Regions from separate parts of the Mus musculus genome. Here region 2 is linked to region 1. The links are chromatin contacts, called in public Hi-C maps. All regions are on one chromosome and are shown on one strand. Each heading gives the region's core, a stretch centred on a gene start, on an enhancer-like site or on the middle of the called end of the contact. The rest is flanking DNA. Distances are from core to core; before and after follow the strand shown.

Region 1 (7,445 bases), core at 1,840-4,339:
TCTCAGGTATAAAGACACAGTGGCTGACTGAGTGATAGGATGAAGAGACTGAACTGTACTGGGGAGTAGGGTGAGCAAAGACAAGTGAATACTGAAAAGTCTGCTGAAAAGTTTTAGCATGAAAAGATTGGACCACATTTACATCAATAGTAAGCAAGCATGACCACCAACCAAACATCAGATATTAATCCAGCACTGGATCAGGGAAGGGGTGATGCTAAGCTGCTATCTACATCCTTAGGGGAAAAATCCATAATTTAGCTTGAGGAAAAGATGATTTGCCCCTGATGAGGATATAGAATAAAGAATGGAAGGATAAGAGAATTTACTGATCCTTCACGCACTGCACTTCTTCCCATGACCCCATGGAGGAAGTAATTAGTGTGCTTATACTTTAAGTAGTTTGTAAATAACTTTAAATACTTTATAAATAGTTTCAGAAAAATCTAGGCAAGAAATGAATATCAAAACACCTCCAAAAAGAAAGAAACGTTTTTGTGTTCTTCCTTTAATAAATTCGTGGATAAATCATTTATATGTCTCTAAACCAAGTACACAAAATCCAGACTCAGGAAATTACATTGTTTTCATAGTGTTACTGAGCTATAAATTGAAAAGTCAGGATGCAAAGCTTATTTTGTCTTATTTAAAAATTTATGTTCTTCCTTCTTCGACCATTCTCCTTGATAAATGCCTTAGTAAGAATGTTTGCCTGAATAAATTTTACAAATAAGATACACTAAGAGGGTGGAAATTTTTTAATGAGGATCCTGGAATTTGATATTGGTCTTAAAGACTAATAGGATTCAGATTAGGTGTCACTAAACACTGGGTCTTAGGGTTTTATTGCTGTGGAGAGACACCATGACCACAGCAACTTTTATAAAAGAAAACATTTAGTTGGGGCTGGCTTAAGTTCAGAGGTTTAGTCCTTTATCATCATGGCAGAAGCATGGCATCATGCAGGCAGACATGGTTCTGGAGAAGGAGGTGAGAGTTCTATATCCAGCAGACACCAGAACGAGAAATTGAAACACTGGTTCAACTCTAGCATCTGACACCTCAAAGCTGACCCTGAGTGACATACTTTCTCCAACAGGGCCACTCCTACTTCAACAAGTCCTTATGTCCTAATAGTGCCATGCCCTCTAGGCCTATGGGGGCCATTTTTATTCAAACCACCATAGTCTTGATCACATTTAATCCACCATATTTTTGTATAGTCTATGAATTAATGTCATTTTTATTTCCTTAAATATACATTATTTAAAAGGCATGTTAAAATGTTCAAACATGGGACTTGAAATATGGCTCAGCAGTTAAGAGAACTGGCTGTTCTTCCAGAGGTTCTGAGTTCATCCTGAGTGAGGTAACACATTCACAAAGGAACTCACACAATATGTACTCACTGATAAGTGGATATTAGCCCAAAACCTAGGATACCCAAGATATAAGATACAATTTCCTAAACAAATGAAACTCAAGAAAAATGAAGACTGAAGTGTGGACACTATGCCCCTCCTTAGAAGTGGGAACAAAACACCCTGGGAAGGAGTTACAGAGACAAAGTTTGGAGCTGAGATGAAAGGATGGTCCATGTAGAGACTGCCATATCCAGGGATCCACCCCATAATCAGCATCCAAACGCTGACACCATTGCATACACTAGCAAGATTTTATCGAAAGGACCCAGATGTAGCTGTCTCTTGTGAGACTATGCCGGGGCCTAGCAAACACAGAAGTGGATGCTCACAGTCAGCTAATGGATGGATCACAGGGCTCCCAATGGAGGAGCTAGAGAAAGTACCCAAGGAGCTAAAGGGATCTGCAACCCTATAGGCGGAACAACATAATGAACTAACCAGTATCCCGGAGTATCTCTTAATGAACTTAATGAACTTAATGAACAACATAATGAACTAACCAGTATCTCTTGACTCTAGCTGCATATATATCAAAAGATGGCCTAGTCGGCCATCACTGGAAAGAGAGGCCCATTGGACACGCAAACTTTATAAGCCCCAGTACAGGGGAACGCCAGGGCCAAATAGGGGGAGTGAGTGGGTAGGGGAGTGGGGGGTGGGTGGGTATGGGGGACCTTTGGTATAGCATTGGAAATGTAAATGAGCTAAATACCTAATAAAAAATGGAAAAAAAAAAGGATGAAGTGTTCTGGACAAGCAAATTCAATTATCCCCAGAGTGGTCAGGCTTTAGAGAAACTTTGATACCACCAAAGAGGTTTGGACAACAGTTTGCTTCATAAACATTTGCATAACTACCTCTTTAACCAAGTTTTAGGATACTCCAGGGAAACAACCATTGTCTTTCCTACCTTTGTGTTCCTGAATATTCTCACACGTGGCTGATCACAGACTACAGGCTTAATCAATGCTAGTTAATAAACAGTCCCTAACTGTGTAGACAAGCTAGTTAATAATCACCAGTATCCTTCCCAAGTCGATTGTCACACACTGCCAGCCACAGTCTCTCTTATGATGAGACTGAGACATTACAGTCTGAGAGACAGCAAATGTGTCCACCCACTGTCAGCAAATGGTGGGTGTATAGAGGGAAGAAAAATCCCTAGAAACGGCCTGTGCCTGATGAGTAGCTAATTATAACAGCGAAAATCCTAGCTAGTATGAATGTCAGAATGTGAACTTCTAGCGTGCTATTTTAAATAAGACAGCTATGCCCACCTTGGCATTAAGGACATTCAGCTTACAATATATAGCCCAAAGCTCAGCCTAGAATCGGGAGGAGGTACAAATCAATGAGTGATTGATGAGATGCTAGTGACGCAGATTCAATGCGTGACACATCCAATCATCCAGGACAAGAGTGTTTGCCAAAATGTCACAGCACCTGCTGCTCTCTGATACACGGGATGCAGGAGTGTTTCAAGGCAAGGGCTGAACCGGATGGACAGGACTTCCCCTCCCCCTGCACCCGGCTAGTGCTCAGAAGACAGCAGACACCTGCCATCCGTAAAGACAAAATGGAAACACTCAGGGGCAGGCGGCATGAGGAGAAGCAGGATGGCATCTTCTCCATGCCAGGAAAGGGAGAACAGGTGCTCCTCCTCTGAGGGCGGCTGCTCCTGGCGGGGGCCCTGGATGCAGGCCACAATGCTGAGCCACACACATGACCTCCTCTTGGCAGCTGAGCATCAACAGAGCCACCACCGCGAAGCATTCTGTCCCCTGGCAGCACAAACTCGAGGCCCCTGCAGGATACCGAGATAAAAAGACCTCTCAGCATTCTTCATTTGCTTTCCAGGCAATGGTAGTGCGCGGTTCCCCATGCGAGTTGATTTTTAAGATCCTATGTCGGTCCCCCAACGCTTCACTGAATGATCGACTTGCCAGCTAATTTGATTGTTTTCCCTCTTGGCATTTGCAAGACATGGGTTTTTCTATGTTCTTTCTCTCCTCTGCCTAGTTTGCCTCCTTGGAGGCTGTCTGGGAAGGTGTTTTTTACTCCACACTGTGACGGAAGACAGGGAGGTGGGGAACTGCTGCTTCCCAGCAAACGTTTGTACCTAAAAATAAGTAAATCAAGCTAATATGCCAGAGATTCAGGGAGAGAATCGAAAGGTTACTCACCTGTAGGGAAATTGGGTGATGTATTTCCATTTTCTTCTCGACAGGGTATAAACTTTTCTTCTTCCACATGCTCACAAACCCCAAAGACTTCCCTGGCCAGAGTTTATCAGAGGCTCATAAGAAGAACCCCACCCAAAAATGTTTGGAATGGACCGACTTCTGATGACTCTGTTCACCCCATCTCAACCTTAGGCAGGATCCCCAAAGCTAACCCAAATGATCAGATCAGTTGCAAAGGAAACATAGCTTTCAAAGCACTGGTGCCGTTCTTATTCTCACAGAGATTCCGGGAGGTCACAGATTGGAGGATCTAAACAAGGTGGCATCCATGAGGTTAGATGGCCATGTCCCTCCTTCCTAAAATTTGTAATTCTGGGCCACCTGCTGGAGGAGGCCTTTAAGATAATGGAGAAGATCAGCCTACTGACCTATGGTGATTAAGAAACATGTACTTGAAGTCTGTGTTTTGGAAACAGAAGTCAGACCTATCACCAGAAACCTGTTAAGGACAGCCATTCATTGAAGAGGAAGCAAAGAATTCTGAGTAAGCAAAAGCAGGCAAAAAAAAAAAAAAAAGAAAGAAAAAAAAAGAAGTATATATTATGATTTCATTTATGTAAACAAAACAAGTTTTCCTACCAATACTGCTGTTTTGAGTACAACTTACCAAAACATACCATTGGTGAGCATTGATTGATAAGGAGCCCACTACCTATCAAGTGTCAGGGCTTAGCTGTATTCTGGGACTAAAGGGCCAAGGTAAGAGGATCACCAGCCTGAGACCAGTCAGGACAGTTTCCTTTCTGTGACATTTTTCAGAATGTCAGATTAATGAAACCATAGTATGTAGAGTATGTAGTCTCTCTTGCCCCTGACTTTGCTCAGTCAGAATGCTGTTTGCTAGGATGTCTGTGTAGCAGTCCATATCAGTGGGGCACGTCAATAACTGGTTCTACTGTGTGGTTAACAGTCTATTATATGGCCCCAGCACAATCTGTTTATGTATTCATATGTTGAGAGACATGTGGGTAGTTTCCACTTTGCAGCTCATGAATTAAAACTGCAGTGAATATCCCTATACACTTTTTTTTTTTTTTGGATGAGGATGCACTTTTATTTCTCTGAGGTAAGTATGTAGGAGTGAAATTAATGGAGTGTGGAAGGAATAGGTGAAGGAGTTTTAAAAGTATTAAGAACCACGAAAATAATTTGACAAAGGAGTTGCACTCCAGTTTCTTGCCAGTTGTGTTTGGGACTGCTCCAGCCCCCAACTGTGTTTCCGACTGCCCCATCCCCTCACCCCTGCTATGCTGGAAATTTTCAGTGGCTCGGGTCAGTCACATTGCAATTCTTAGTGCTCTAAGTCTTTAGTGCTTTAGCGTTGCAATGGGTGAGAAGTGGTATTTCCTTGCAGACTAATTTTTCTTTTAAAGCTGTCTTATCCTGCATCCTAATCCTAAATTCTAACAGAGCCTCATCTGGGCTGTGAGAGGCAGGAAGGGTTATATTTAGAGTCAGTCTGCATATTTCCATCTTAAAAGAAAAACCCCCAAGCAGCAATTGAGTTCAAAATTCCTCCCAAGAAGTCTAGATTCCCTAACAGCTGTTTATAAATATTTACCTTCACATTTTTAACGATGACAATGTATACAGCACAAATACCAGGAGCTTTAAAGTATAAATATTCATCACAGAGGTTGCTGGTTGTTTCTATGTAGGACACAGAACTCTGCCTCCCTGAACCCCTTTGTAGAAGGCTTTCTGGGCTTCTCTGGTGTGGGTTTTTCTATTGTAGGGGCATGATGTAAAGCGGATTATTTTGCCTCATAATAAAGCATAATATCCCGTTTGATACACTGGAACAATAAAAAGCTACCTCCTGGGCACTCAACTAAAACACAAAGCTCAGTCTCGGGCTCTTGGGAAGTGTGTAATAAATTCAAAATATTCAAAAGAGTAGATTTTTTTTTCTGAGAAGATTTAGCATCTTTTGCCTTTCTTTCTCTATCCAACGTAACAGCAAAGGTTGTCTGTTGGCTTAAGGGCACCCACAAGGGTGTGCTAGAGGATTCTCTGAGGCATTTGGGGGCTCTTTCTTTCAAAGAAACTCGTAGGAAAAAATGTATCTTTGGAGTGTGGGACCTGGAGAGACTACAAAGCTTTTGACATTTCACTCAAAACTGTGCGAATCTCTTGATATAGTGTACAGAATGCCTGAGGATCTTTTCCTGGGGTCTGTAGTTTATGGCAGGTTCCCCAAGCTTTCTACTTTTCCAGACATTTGGGAGATCATTATAAAAGAAGGTGGCACTTTTGCACGCTGTGGAGAATATACAGGGAGATAGAAAGTTGAGATAGAGTTTCAGTCCCACTTCTAATGAATGAACTGTGTGTAACTTGAATGTTTAATGCCTCTGTTATGATGAACTTAAAATGGGCATAAAGGATATCATGAGCTTCATAGGACTATTAGAAGAAAGGAATATGTTGTGTGACTGTCACCTAGTAAGTAATGGACAGTCAGTGCCAAATGAAGGCATTTTCTTCTACTTCAGTTACACATTTTCTCATTATAGAGGTCTGACTTTGCTGCTTGCATGTTCTGTTCGGGGTAAAGCAGGCTGAGTCTCTGATAAACAGCAAATGTTTTTTTTGTTTTGTTTGTTTATTTATTTGTTTATTTTTATTTGTTGGAGACATGGTTTCTCTATATAGCCCTGGCTGTCCTGGAACTCACTTTGTAGACTAGACTGGCCTCAAACTCAAAAATCTGCCTGCCTCTGTCTCCCAAGTGCTGGGATTAAAGGCATGAGCCACTACTGACCAGTGCAAATGGTTTTAAGAGAGGAAATACATCCTTTCTCTCCCTCCCTCCCTCCCTCCCTCCCTCCCTCCCTCCCTCCCTCCCTCCCTCCCTCCTTCCCTCCCTCTCTTCCTTCCTTCTTTCTCTTACTAACTAACTTTCTTTCCTGAGACTTCTCCCAGAGAGTTGATGAATTATATTGCTTCTTTAAAATCAACCTCACATTTACACAATGGAGTACTACTCAGCTCTTAAAAACAATGACTTTATGAAATTCTTGGGCACATGGATGTATCTGGAGGATATCATCCTTAGTGAGGTAACCCAATCACAAAAGAAGTCACTAAATATGCACTCACTGATAAGTGGATATTAGCCCAGAAACTTAGAATACCCAAGATACAATTTGCAAAACACAAGAAAATCAAGAAAAAGGAAGACCAACGTGTGGACACTTCATTCCTCCTTAGAATAGGGAAAAAATACCCATGAAAGGAGTTACAGAGACAAAGTTTGGAGCTAAGACGAAAGGAGGGACTATCCAGAGACTACCCCACATGGGGATCCATCCCATAATCAGTCACCAAACCCAGACACTATTGCATATGCCAGCGAGATTTTGCTGAAAGGACCCTGATATAGCTGTCTCGTATAAGGCTATGCCAGTGCCTGGCAAATACAGAAGTGGATGCTCACAGTCATCTATAGGATGGAACACAGGGCCCCCCAAAAGTGAAGCTAGAGAAAGTACGCAAGGGCCTGAAGGGGTCTGCAACCCTAACAGTGGAACAACAATATGAACTAACCAGTACCCCCAGAGCTCGTGTCTCTAGCTGCATATGTAGCAGAAGATGGTTTAGTCAGCCATCACTGGGAAGAGAGGCCCCTTGGTCTTGCAAACTTCATATGCCCCAGTACAGGGGAACGCCAGGGCCAAGAAGTGGGAGTGGGGGGTAGGGGAGCAGGGCGGGGGGAGGGTACAGGTAACTTTCGGGATAGCATTAGAAATGTAAATAAAGAAAATATCTAATAAAA
Region 2 (7,445 bases), core at 1,987-4,486, 1.3 Mb before region 1:
GGTTACATAAAGACAGTTTCTAGTTGACTATCATGCCTTAAAGGGTCAAGACTTTATAGAGAAGTGTCATGTTTAGATAGATGCCTGGAAGAGTTTCTTGGAATGGAGGGAGGAAGAGACTAAGAAGGATGAAGCTAGAAAGACCAAAGTCTATAAAGGAGAAGAATGAACTGGGTGAGATGAAGACAGAAACTTGTCCTCATTTTTATAAGGACAACAAAGAGGGCAGATGAGGAAAGCTGGGCCTGGGAATTTTGTATATACAAAGAGGATCCACAGGGCAATTGTTTCAGGAATACCTGAGTAATGGAAATTGAAGTTCATCATTTTTTTTATAGAATGAAGAGCTGTTTATTTTGAAGCTCTATGCACCACATCCTGTAATAAGCTACTTCTTCTTGCTACCAATCTTCAGTAAGATTCACCAAATACACAGGCAACCTTACAGAAGCAAAGATGGCATGTGCTAGGCAGTGTGATGATTACAATTGCAAATGCAGTCACTGCTAGAGAAGAAAATTATTACATTTATAGAGCATGTGGTAGTCATGACAAAATAGTCCAATTGCATAAGAATACCAGAAATATTTAAAAAGATCCTGTCAGCCTCTATTTTTCAATTATTCCCTTGCTTTCTGAATTTTATTGAAGTCCTACAACATACCCTCAATTCTGGAATAAGAGTAATGAGCAAACTGTAGTTCCTGTCTGTATCTACATTGTATTCTGTTGGTGAAGACAGCTAATGCCCCCCCCCCCATAAAAGAACAGGGCAAGAGAAGTGGGCAGTAATAGATGGGGAATTCTCATGTAGATTTTTCTACAAAGGTTTCACAGAGGGAGGAGTAGTTGAGCAAAAGTGACAAATTCTGAAAAAGAGCGTGGCTGCTAAGTAGGTGGTCTATGAGGTGGAGAACCAATAACCAGAGAAACTGCTTATTGTTTCCAAGCATCAGTAAGCAAGTGGTGTTGGGGAGGGCTAAGCTGTGCTGAATGAGTAGGGGTAATCCGTGGGTAAAGGTAGAGATATGATGCGGCCAGCATTTTAGGCTCTTTCAAACTTAACAAACAACTTTGCATTGTTTTGGGAAGGTGATAGGCACACTTTAGAAGTATCTAAGTGTGGTGAATAGTTTCTGCTTTGAATTTTCTACCCATTTTCAAAGTGAGATGAATTAACTGCAATCTTTACTAAAAAATTATGCTTTTGATGATGATTTTGTTGGGTGTAAGCTGGTAAGAAGACAGATACTTTTGATGGCATGCATATGTTGCAGCTATACCATGCAAAGCAACTGAAGACTATTAAAATATTTTTTTAATCACTTAGTGTTTGTGATATGATTGATCAAGGATCCTCAATAACTTATTTTTAAAAGGACTGGCTCATTTTCTCGCAGCTTGTTGGTTGCCATGTATTTTTATATCAAAAGGATCCTTGATAAAGCAGAATAGACATGATTTTAACAATCAGAAATTCTTGTGGTAATTATATGCATTTCTATTAAAAGCTCATTTTAAACAGAAAAATCTCTGTTCAAATTTGAGATCCTCTTCTTTGTTTACCAATGTTGGTTAATTTCAATATTTATAGTGGGAGGTAAAAATCCCCTGATAGAATCATTATAAGTCTCTAAGGGTGATATGTCAAGTCTATAGAGAAGAGCAAAGTCAAATTTGCTGTAGTGTACATTTGTTTATACTGACCCAACTTATTTATTATTAGAATTTTCTAATATTTTGACCATTCATAACACTACTTGAATGTTGAGTATTTCTCTAAGATTCTGGTTCTAAAACATTGGTAAATTTTACTTCTGGGGATCAGTTGGCAATGATGAAGACAGTTTTTGTTATCATGACTTGAAGTAGTTACTGGCACCTAGTGGGGATAGGCTAGAAATATTACTAAGCATTTTTTGACAGAAAGAATAGTCCTCTTCCCATGCCTTAACAATCAATCCAAATTGCTAGTATTGCTAAGGTTGAGATTTTTTTTTTTTGTTTATTTGTTTGTTTAAAACAGGGTTTCTCTATGTAGCTTTAGCTGTCCTGGGACTCATTCTGTAGACCAAGCTGGCCTCAAACACAGAAATTTGTCCTAAAACACAGTTGAGTTGAACAGTGTAGACTCAGCTAAAGCTTTCTCTTTTAATCACATGATTTTCTCATTTGAGTATTATGAAATACCACTATGGCCTCCTTATTGAGAACACTATAAAGAAGTTTGTAGTTTGTGAAATAATAGAAGAGTGAGCAAATATTCTTGTTTCATCCTGATGTGGCCAGTTTGGGCTACTCCATTGATTCTGGTCTCAGTCACAGGCTTATGGTTACTAACTGAGTATTAGATGTGATATCAGACAAATTCTCACCCAGGCATGTATGATTCGGCTTGTCTTCGACTCTGCTGTTATTTGCCGTTAAAACCTCAAATAAGTGCAAGAGATACATTTGGATCACATCCAAACCAAGGTCAAGCCTTGTCCAGCTGATGTGCAGTCCAAAGTAGAGCCGTCACTAAGCCCAGCTGAGGTCAGCATAGATGCAGACCTGCAAACTTGTAGATGATAGATGCTAATCCCTGTAAAGACAGTTAATTACTATCAATGTGTCAGTAGCTGACACACATGATACCTGGAGTGTTTCCTTAGATTCTCTAGTGTTTATGTATAATGGCTTCTTTACTGGTCTCAGAAAGCAAAATGAAACAAAAGAAACAAATCAAGCAAAAGCAAAATAATTTCTACAAAATATAACAACACCATCAACTAAGAATATTTCACCCTAGGGTCTGGATTCTACAGTGTTTATTCTCAGGTGGAACTTTCTGGGAAGCTATTCATTCATTATCTGTGATCCCATCACACAGCACAGTCTTCTGTCTTTTTTTTCCCTTTCCACAATGCTTATTTGTAATGTGTTTATTGATAGGTTTACTAAGCAGAGGAACTTTGGGGGCAGAAACCATGACATGTGAGCCATCTGTTGTGGCATATGTGCTAGTTAGTTACTTGCTTCTTGGCAGTGTCATAATTGTGATGTAAAGACTTGAGTGGAATAAGGAAATTGTGCTGACTTAGCATTTGTATCATTTATATCCACATATCCATGGCTTATGTTATGAGGGTGAGAAAAAAAGATCGAAATAAATTAGTTAGTGAGAACCTGCTGGGTCTGAGGGAAGACTGGCCTGGAGAAGGGCCTTGCACAGATGGCAGAATATCTGCTTCATGTGCTGTGTGAGCTCACAGAGGGGCTGCTTCCCTGACAGCTGGTGGTAGTGCTGAGCCAGTGCATTTCTAACACTAGATGCAAAATTGTGAGCAAAAAGCCAGTGTTGACACTGTAAAAAAATCATTTTACCTGGAGAAAAATGTGGAGACATACTTGCTTGTAATAAACCACAGAGAGAGTTTTAGTGTATTCTTTACCCAAATTTCCCCAGTAATGGTGTTTAACAAAGTTTTAGCACAACAAAGGTGTTAACATTGATGCAATCAGACACAAGGCATTTTCAGCATCAAAGACTCCCTCCTCTGGTAAAAGAACAGTGTGTCTGAAAAAGTCATAAGATACCATATTATCATGTATCAACCTAAAGCTACATATCTCACATAAGTATACGTGCACAGTATATGTATGCTGTTTAAATGAACATATCCTGTCTAGGCTGACAAAGCTCCCTCCAGGAGCTGGAGAATATTACACAAAAATCACAACATTAGGCATGAAAAGACTCCTTTGAGTTGTTGGTCAGTGTTGTACAAAAGACTCCTAAAACAGCTATTGCTGTTGCCTTTGGTTGCCCTCAGGGATGGAAAGAAAGCCCCTATTATTGAAGTCATCATGTACTTTGGATACAGAACACAGAGAACCCAAGCTGGATCTGACTAAAAGCCTCATTCTTGAAAACAAGTTTTCATGGTACCAGAGGGAACAAACCAATAGTCTTACCTAGCTATGGTGTCTATGAAGCACAACAACAACCCTAAGGGTGTAATAATACCACACATACCTTGGCAGTAACAACAGTTCTCTAGTTAGACTTAAGGCCTTTTCAACCAGAAATAAAGAATACTGAATATTTCTTTAAGTGTTTCTAAGTCATTTGAAATTCCATTATTGAGAGTTCTTTGTTTGTTCTTTGTTTAATGTGTACTCCATATTTTAATTCAATTACTTGTTTTTGAATACATATAGTTTCTTAAGTCTTTTAAAATATATTTTGATATTAGTCATCTATGGGGTGTGGTGTTGGTAAATTCTTTTCCCACTTGGTATGCTGCTGCTTTCTCCAAATGATCATGTCCTTTGTCTTACAGAAAAATTTCACTTTCATGAGGCTCCATTTATTAATTGTTGATCTTAGGTCCTGTGCTACTATTGTTACTTTGTCACTCCTGTGCCAATACATTCAAGACTATTACTAGTCTCTCTTTTTATCAGGTTTGCTATATCTGGATTTGTGTTGAGGCCTTTGATCCATTTGGTCTTGAGTTTTGTGCAGGGTTATAAACATGAGTCATTTTTCATTCTTCTACATACAGACATCCAGTTTGACTAGCACCACTTGTTGAAGATGATTTTTTTTTAGTGTGTATTTTTGGCTACTTTATCTAAAACCAGGTATCCATACATGTTTGGGTTTATGTCTGGGTTTTTAATTTGAATTCATTGATCACTATACCTGTTTGTATGTCAATACCATGCAGTTTTTAGTATTGGAGATCTGTAGTAGAAGTTGAAATCAGGGCCAGTTATATGCCCAAAAGTGTGTTTGTTTAGGGTTGTTCTAGCTATCCTGGGTTTTGTTTTTCCATATGAAGTTCAGAATTGTCACTGCAAGTTGTGTGTACATAATTGTGTTAGAATTATGATGGGGACTTCATTAAATCTGTAGATTGCTTTTGGTAGAATGACCAATATTTTAATCCTACTGATCTATGAGCACTAGAGATCGTTCTGTCTTTTGATATCTTCTTCAGATTCTTTCTTCAAAACTTGGAGTTTCATCATAAAAGTCTTTCACTTACTTGATTAGAGTTACCCCAAAATAATTTACGTTGTTGGTTGCTGTTGTGAGCTGTGTTGTTTCCCTTATTTCTTTTTCAGTTCATTTGTCATTTATGTATAGGAGGGCTACTGATTTTTCGGGAGTTAATTTTCTGTTTAGCTACTTTGCTGAAAGTGTTTCTCAGCTGAAGAAGTTCCCTGACAGAATGTTTGGGGATACTTATGTATACTATCATAACATCTGCAAATAGTGATACATGAACTTCTTCCTTTCCAATTTGTATCCCCTCGATCAAATTTTTGGTCCATTTATGTTAATGTTGGCTATTGCCTTGCTGTAAACTGCCTGTATTATGTTTAGGAATGCCCCTTGTATCTCTAATCTCCATAAGCTTTGCAGAAGCTTTATCTTGAAGGGGTGTTGGATTTTGCCAAAGGCCTTTGTTTTTGCATCTCACTAGATGATTATGTGTTTTTTCTTCCAGTTTATTTATATGACAGATTACATATATTGATTTTCGGATATCGAACCATCCTTACATCTCTGGGATGAGCCTACTTGATCATGGCTGATAAATTTTTGATGTATTCCTGGATTTGGTTTGCAAGAATTTTATTAAGAACACTTATAACTATGTTTACTAGGGAAAATTGTCAGTACTCTTTCTTTGTTGAATCTTTGTGTGGTTTAGGTATCAAGGTAACGGCGGCCTCATAGAAGGTAGTAGACAATGTTCGTTCTGTTCCTCTTTTGTGGAATAATTTGAGAAGCATTGGGGTTAGCTCTTCTTTGAAAGTCTAGCAGAGTTCAAGCTTCAATGTGCTGAGGCTTTTTGGCTCTGGGCTTTTTGGGTTGGAAGATGTTTAATGACAGCTTCAATTTCACTAGAAGTTATAGGTCTATTTAAATTGTTATCTGATATTGTATTAAAATTAACATTGGTAAGTGGTACCTCTCAAAAACATCTTTTTCTTTTCGGTTTTTCTATTTGGTGAAGTGTAGATTTATCAAGTATGTCTTTATGATCCTCTGAATTTCCTTGATGTCTTCTGTTTTATCTCTGTTTAGTTTCTAATTTTGTTAAATTGGAGATTCTATCTTCATCTTTTTAATTTTTTGGATAAGGATTTGTTTATCTTGTTGATTTTTCTCAAAGAACTGCTCTTTTACTGATACTTCATGTTGTTCTCTTCATTTCTATTTTATTGATTTTATCTCTAAGTTTGGTTATTACTTGCTGTATACTCCTCTTGGTTGTGATTAGTTCTTGTTCTAGAGGTTTTAAGAGTCCTGTTAAGTTGCTGGTATTATATTTCTCCAGTTTGTGCATGTAGGCACTTAATGTTTTGTGTTTGCCACAAAGGACCTCTCTCATTGTATCCTGTAAGTTGGAGTATGCTGTGCATCTATTTCCATTGCATTCTAAAAAGTCTTTAATTTCTTTCTTTATTTCTGTCTTGACTCAGTTTTCTTCTGTTCTTGTTTTTGTTGAGCCTTGCTTTGGTTCAAAGGTGATCAATATTTTGAGAACATTCCATTAGTTATAGAGAAGAAGGAATATTTGTTCCTGTTTGTTTGTTCTTTAAATAACTATTAGGTCATTTGTTTTATAACATTTGTTAGATACAGCATTTTTCTGTTTAGTGTTTCTCTGGGTGACATATCCTGTTCATTGGTAAAGTTTGATATTGAAGGCTTGAAGCCTCCTACTATCAATGTATGAGAATAAACATGTGTTTTAAACTGTAGTTTTTTGTTTTGTTTTGCTTTGTTTTTTAAACATGGCTGTCCTGTTGTTTGGGGCATAGTTGTTAAGAATTGCAATGTTGCAGAGACCGAGGGAATGACCAACCAATAACTGGCCCAACTTGAGACCAATCCCATGGGCAAGCACAATCCCTGATACTTTTAATGATACTCTGTTATGCTTGCAGACTAGAATCAGGCATGGATATCCTCTGACAGGCTCCACCAGATAGTTTACTCAGACAGATTCAGACAACCATGTTCAAACAATGGATGGAGCTTGGGGACTCTTATGGAAGAAAAGGAGGAAGGACGGAAGTCCCTAATGGGATAAGAACTCTACAGGAAGACCAACAAAATCAACTAAACTGGACCTTTGGGGCTCTCAGAGACTGAATCACCAATGAAAGGACATACACAGGCTGGACATATTTCTCCCTGCACATATGAGCAGCTTGGTCTTCATGTGGGTCCCAACTGGAATGGCTGCCATCCCAAAAGCTATTATTTGTATGTGGAATATATTCTACTAGCTGGGCTGCCTTGTCTGGCCTCAGTGGCAGAGGATGTTCCTAGCCTCAGAGAGACTTGATGTGCCAGGGTGGGGGATACCCTGGGGGGACCTCCACCTGCTCAGAGGAGAAGAAGAGGGTGAATAGGGGAAAGTGTGGGGAGCCGCACT

What was found. Hi-C and Micro-C count contacts between places; a contact is called where the count stands out from the background.
Region 2: a contact with region 1 is called in a Hi-C map of cerebellum, with 2.1 times the contacts expected there. The contact joins two enhancer-like sites. A contact is called at or near these places in 2 of 484 Hi-C or Micro-C datasets (cerebellar granule neurons and cerebellum).

What each region holds. Positions count from the first base shown.
Region 1 is chr2:138,043,590-138,051,034 of GRCm38.p6, reverse strand. No RefSeq gene overlaps it. Among named protein-coding and RNA genes, the nearest start is that of Gm14062, 170 kb to the right of the region's middle. Within about 2 kb of position 3,089, at least 29 of the 459 cell types and tissues checked have an H3K27ac peak or open chromatin away from gene starts, as enhancers often do. A contact at or near this core is called in cerebellum, where this site is marked.
Region 2 is chr2:139,307,277-139,314,721 of GRCm38.p6, reverse strand. No RefSeq gene overlaps it. Among named protein-coding and RNA genes, the nearest start is that of Gm14066, 4.1 kb to the right of the region's middle. Within about 2 kb of position 3,236, at least 10 of the 459 cell types and tissues checked have an H3K27ac peak or open chromatin away from gene starts, as enhancers often do. A contact at or near this core is called in cerebellum, where this site is marked.